2 separate regions of the Rattus norvegicus genome follow, and region 2 is linked to region 1. A link is a contact called in public Hi-C data. All regions are on one chromosome and are shown on one strand. Each heading gives the region's core, a stretch centred on a gene start, on an enhancer-like site or on the middle of the called end of the contact. The rest is flanking DNA. Distances are from core to core; before and after follow the strand shown.

The links. A called contact is a pair of places that touch in the nucleus more often than the background predicts.
Region 2: a Hi-C map of liver shows a contact between it and region 1, with 4 times the contacts expected there. The contact joins the enhancer-like site here to the promoter of Zfp26 in region 1. A contact is called at or near these places in 12 of 12 Hi-C or Micro-C datasets (the A7r5 cell line, the Rat2 cell line, Schwann cells and 7 more).

Annotation. Positions count from the first base shown.
Region 1 is chr8:27,260,082-27,263,046 of GRCr8, forward strand. It overlaps Zfp26 (zinc finger protein 26), which reads right to left and starts at 1,568. Exons shown (of 10, transcript NM_001108995.2): 1 at 1,511-1,568; 2 at 1,132-1,250.
Region 2 is chr8:27,361,265-27,364,229 of GRCr8, forward strand. No RefSeq gene overlaps it. Among named protein-coding and RNA genes, the nearest start is that of Zfp266, 25 kb to the left of the region's middle. Within about 2 kb of position 1,442, at least 59 of the 93 cell types and tissues checked have an H3K27ac peak or open chromatin away from gene starts, as enhancers often do. A contact at or near this core is called in kidney and liver, where this site is marked.

The DNA of each region.
Region 1 (2,965 bases), core at 318-2,817:
GAGCTTGGTACATGGATAGAAAGAGATCGCATTAAGCAGTAAACCAACAAACATGTTTTCTCTAATGAAATCTAGATTGTTTTTTTAAAGGCCAGGCATGATGGTTCATGCATGCAAGTAAGCCTAGCACTAGGGAGGCTGAAAAAGGACTGCACTAAAGACACCCTGGGTTATAGGCTTGCCTAGACCTCAGACCTTGTCTCAAAAAGGAATAAATAATAATCATAAAGGAGATGGAGAAATGGTTCCAAAATTAATAGCACTGGCAGTTCTTTCAAAGGACCAGGATTCAATTCCCAGCACCCATATAGCAGCTCATGAAAATCTGTAACTCCACTTACGGGGATCTAATCTGGCTTGAATTGGCTCATTTCACAGGTGGAGAAATAATATAATAATATATCAAATAAAGCCTCATTCATTCCTTAAGAGAGTTCCATTTATTTATTCAATTGTGTGTTTGGGGTGTGTGTGTGTGTGTGTGTGTGTGTGTGTGTGTGTGTGTGTGTGTTTGCCACATAACTGCAAGTACCTAGAGCCTCTGGTCTCCCCATTCCCACAAAGCTGGACTTACAGGCTGTTACAGGCCACTAACATGGGTGCTGGGAACCAAAATCAGATCCTCTGGAAGTGCCATGTCAGCTCTTAACCACTAGTCCATCTCTCCAGTCCCAAGTTCTAGATTTTCATGAGCGATCCCTTCAGTGCCAAATTCCCTATTTCTCACTTGTGAATACTTTCGTGTTGGGATGAAGAGAAGTGGTAAGAGATGCTCTGTGATCTGAACATGCACTGACCAACGAACATGCAGTCTGAGCATTTAACGCTTTCTCTTTTTGCCTAAATGAAATAACTCTAAGTGGATGCATCGGGTTTGGGGGATTAGATAGATAGATAGATAGATAGATAGATAGATAGATAGATACATACATACATACATACATACATACATACATACATACATACATACATAGGCAGGCAGCCAGACAGACAGACAGACAGACAGATAGAACATAGATTGATTGATAGATGATAGATAAAACAAAACTAATGGAATGCAACGGTTTCCAAAAAAAGGAAGGATGCTAAGTTCTAATCGTTGACAGTGAGAGAGACTAGAAAGCTCCTCACCCTGGAACTTTTCTGTTCCATCAAATTCCTCCCACTGCTCACAGTGAAGAGGATGGCCAGGTTCGTGGGGCTATGGGGAGCCAAGCTGGACTCCAACGGCGGCGGAAATTCTTTTCTTTCTGGAAAGAAAAATTTTTGTAAGATTACCTTAAAGGCGTTCGAGGCAGCAAGGACAACATTCGAAGGCACAGGGAGCTCAAATACGGTTCAAGTGAAATGGCCCCCGGCAGGACCGGAGGACTATAGGGCCCTGGCCTCTGAGAAGCGACCGGGCAAGACGCGCAGCCCCGGGACGAGCGGAGCCAGGAGCTGCCACCGAGGCCACACCCGGGCCTCACTCCCCACCGCCGCCACCGCCCATCCCCTCACCCAGCCTCACCAGAACCCGCCCAGCCGGCCTGCTACTGTCGAGAAAAAGAGAACGGGGCCGCGCGAAGCCACACCGGAAGAGACGGAGGCGAGCCGCGGTTCACTTCCGTTTATCGAGTCGGAATCCTTCCGGAATAGAAATTTCGGTTCCCGGGACCTGGATGCCGATTGATTCCGTAGCGGGGGTTAAAAACCCAGTAAAGGATGAAATTGAAGTTTGAGCAAGATTTCTGGGCGAGAACAGCTTTCCCGACGACCAATCCCAGAGCAAAGTTAAACACAGACCGGGAAGTACGGGGTCTCAGGAGGCTCACAAACTTTCCCCACCTCCTCTTAGTTTCTGCACTTCCTGGGCAGATAAAGTGTCAGGTCTGTGAACCAGCCTATCACTTCCACTGAACCACTTTATTTTTATTTTTATTATCTGGATACCATGTTAAATTCTAATCGTTGATAGTTAGACGGTCTAGAAAGACGGGGGAGAGGACATGAAAAAAGAAAAAAGCCTCTCACCCTGAGACTTTTTGATGAAAAATGTAAAATATGAACACAACTGATACAGCCAAAAAATTGGCAACAGAGAAAAATGTGTGTTCTCATAAAATATCTCAAACTAAGGTGTTAAAAGCAAAAATCAGTCCATTGACAATACATTCCCGCAACCACAACACACAGAGGCAGAGACAATCTTCCTGAGTCGAGGCCTGCTAGATTCACAAAACAAGTCCCAAGCCCGCCAGCACTACAAAATGAAAACTCATCTCAAAACAAGATGAAAATAATGAGGTGACAAATAAATTCTACTTACTTAGGGCCAAAATGTCTATAATCTTGAATTTAACATATTAGCGGTCCTCTCGACCCTATGTCTGAACAGTGTACCTTATAAAACCATCTTACAATTTCATTTACAAACAGAAACTCCTTAAGAGTAAACCAGTTAATATATTCTACTTAATTTTTAAATGTTATTTAAATTTTAAGCTTCACTTAATCTTTAAACCTTATTATAAATTACATCATTTGAGAAATATAACTTAGGAAGCCACAAGATGTGTGTGTGTGTGTGTGTGTGTATTGATATATCTGTATTCATTGAAGATACACTTAAAATGAGATACCTGTAGACGTGCACACCAGTATCTTGTGATTTTGCTGTCTCTATAACTTTCTATCTTCCACTAATCCAGCACTCAGGAGGCACAGACCAGTGGACATCTATAAATTTGAGGCTAGCCTAATCTACAAAGCAAATTCTAGGACAGCCAGGGGCTAATATGTAGAGAAACTGTGTCAAAGAAAAGGAGGAAGAGGAGAACAACAAAAACAAAGTGTGTGTGTGTGTATACATACATACATGTGTGTGTGTGCTCATGTGAGTGTGTATATACATATGTGTGTGCGTGTGTGTGTTAACACATACATACATACATGTGTGTATGTGTGTATGCATGTGAGTGTGCGC
Region 2 (2,965 bases), core at 192-2,691, 100 kb after region 1:
AGGGTGGCCAGCAAGATGTCTCTGCTGCCAAGTTCTTGGACCTGAGTTCAGTTTCTGGGTCCCACATAGTAAAAGGAGAGAACTGACTCCTGCAAGATGTCCTTACACACACACACACACACAACTATATATGTTAAATGAATTTGTAATAGAAATTTAAGAAAGAGACCCTGTCTCAAAAAGTTAATTTGAAAGGGATTCTTCCCAGGCCATACCTGCACCGCTCCCAACTCCAAATACACCCAATGCCTACACTGAAGAAAACCAAAAAGCTGGGGGCCTGGACAGCAGTTTCAGACTCCCACTGTGCAAACAGGAGAGCCCATCCCTAGAGGAATTTAAAAAAAAGTTGCAAGGGGTTGAGGCATGTTAACAATTCTCACTGAACTGGAACTCAGCAAGTAGCCTAGGGTGGCTAGCTAGTAAATCCCTGGGATTCCTCTTCCTCTCTACCCCAGATTTGTAATCTGGGGTTACAAATGTGCACCACTACACCAGGCTTTTGGTTTTACATAGGTTCTAAGGATAGATCTCAGGTCCTCAGGTTCAAGGTGGCCCTAGGTTTGATCCCCATCACAAACTTTAAAAAAGGAGGGGGAGGAGGAGGAGGAGGAGGAAGAGGAGGAAGAGGAGGAAGAGGAAGAGAGGAGGGGGAGGGGGAGGAGGACGAGGAGGACAAGGAGAAAAGAAGAAAAGGAAAAAGACACAGCAAGCAAGAAATAGATTTCTCAGTGGTACCCTTCCTACATCACAATAAGTCCTAAAACTTTTAAAGTTGTGCTGTTGTATTATTGTTTTGTTTGTTTGTTCTCCCTTGCTGTGCTGTTGTTAGAATCCAGGACTTCATACGTAGTACACAGGGGCTCAATAGAAGAGCCACACCCTGTATACTAGGATTACAGTAGAGCCCAGTCCTGTTCATCTTGCCAGTCTGTTCTCAGTTTCTGCGCCCTTGTGCATTTAGAACTGAAATTCCCATTACGTGACTTCTGACCAGTCTGCGTAGGTTGGACTGCTCTAGTGAATAGCTAGACGGCAGACACGCAAGGCTTTTCTGAGCATCCGGTAGGGCAAGTCCGTACGTGAAACCCTGTTCTTCAGGTCTATCCAGCTGTGCACACCACACACCCACCTCCAGATCGAACTTGGAAGTTTGGGCTCCCCGCTGCATCATGGACCCGCTCCAGAGTAGGGTTCTGGTACTCAACCTGGACGGTTGGGTTCCCAGCCATGGCCTCTGGGTCAGTAGTAGCCGCCCCGATCCTGGGCAGAGAACCTACGTCACCTAACCTGGATAGCGGCTTCACCCCAAGAGTAGGTAGCCCAGCCCAGAGTACGAGGTCCCGCCTTCAAGATAGAGGCCCCGCCCTCAAGAAGGCGGTCCTGCCCTCGAGGTACAGACGCGACCCTGCACAACAGGCCCCGCCCCCAGAAAGAATGCCCCACCCCCAGGAAGGATGCCCCGCCTCCCCTGTTCTAGCTGGACAATAAAGCTTGTACGCTAGGTGTGTGTGTGTTTGGCAGCCACGTCGCGGCGCGCTTAGTACTGGCAGCCGCTGGACCTCAGCTCGCGGGCCCTGCCTGAAGCTGTTCCGGAAGTGACACCATAACGCAGTCTTCTCTTCCGCCGCTGCCATCCACTTTTGTTAAAGAACAAATTGGTGTAGACTCTGGATTGGTCCTTTCCTGGCTGGAGCGGTTTTAGTGGCGTGGAGGGTTCGGATGGAGGAGGAGGCGGAGAAGCCAGCGCGCCTGGGCTCCCAGGAAGTATCCTATCAGGGAACCATGTATCCGGGGTGGTTTTTGCGTTCTTTTTCTTTTTTAAACATTTTGAGACATCGTCTCGGAATGTAGGCAAGAGAGGTCTCGAACGTCTATCCTCCTGGCCCAGTAATCCCGATGTTCTGGGATTACAAGGCGTAGCCTCCATGCCTGGCTCGGGTTTGTCTTCATTTGTCTCTTCCCCTCTCCAAAAGCCGCTAGAGAACTTTCTGGGTTTTTTTATTTTATTTTTCAGAAGAAAAAAATTAATCTGTCAACAAACACTTAGTTTAGTCCCTTCTTAAGTCTTGCGGCTACAGGTATCTGGTGATTCCCACGCTTTTAGGTGAGCCTTGGTAGAAAGATAATTTCAGGGAGTCGGGCCACCCTTTAAAAAAAAAAAAGCCGATTCTTTGTTAGCCCAGGATAGTTTGGACTCATGATCCTTCTCTCTCAACCTTAACCAGAGCATACACCACCATACTTGCTTCATTGTGGTGATTCCGAGGGCATCTCACAGTCCACATAATTGTTCAGAAGTAGGGAAAAGTGACCATCAAAACGGGCACAATACTGCCACCTTGGGGTGAGAGTCAGTGGAGAGGCGTAATTTTAAATGAGTAATAGTTTGTTGTTGAACATAACAGCAAGAGAGGGAAGACCTTGAGAAGGGCTTGTTTTTCATACTGAATACAAAATATTGAGCATATTCTTCTCCTTGCTCTGACAAAGTGCCTGAAAGAACCAAGTTAAGGTAAAAAAGACTGGCTCACAGCATAAAAGGGAATACAGTCACCCATAGATAGTGGTGCACATCTTTAATCCCAGCACTAGGGAGGCAGAAGCAGGCAGATTCCTGAGTTCGAGGCCACCCTGGTCTACAGACATCCTCTTTTAAAATGTTGGACACTTACTAAAGCCATATATGTGCAGGGCTGATGGGACAGCTCAACCTAAGTTCAATTCCTAGGACATGGTGGAAGGATAGAGTCAACAGTTTCAAATGATTCTCTCATCTCCACACATAAGATCTCACACTACATGTCCTCCCATTTGCCTTCAGAGACTCCATCATGGTAATGGCTTCCCGGAGTCTTGGGGCCATGCTTCTGGCTCATATCTTCTTACATACTCTTGATGGAAGACACAGACAGTGTCTCATATATTCTTTTTTTTTTTATTAACTTGAGTATTTCTTATTTAC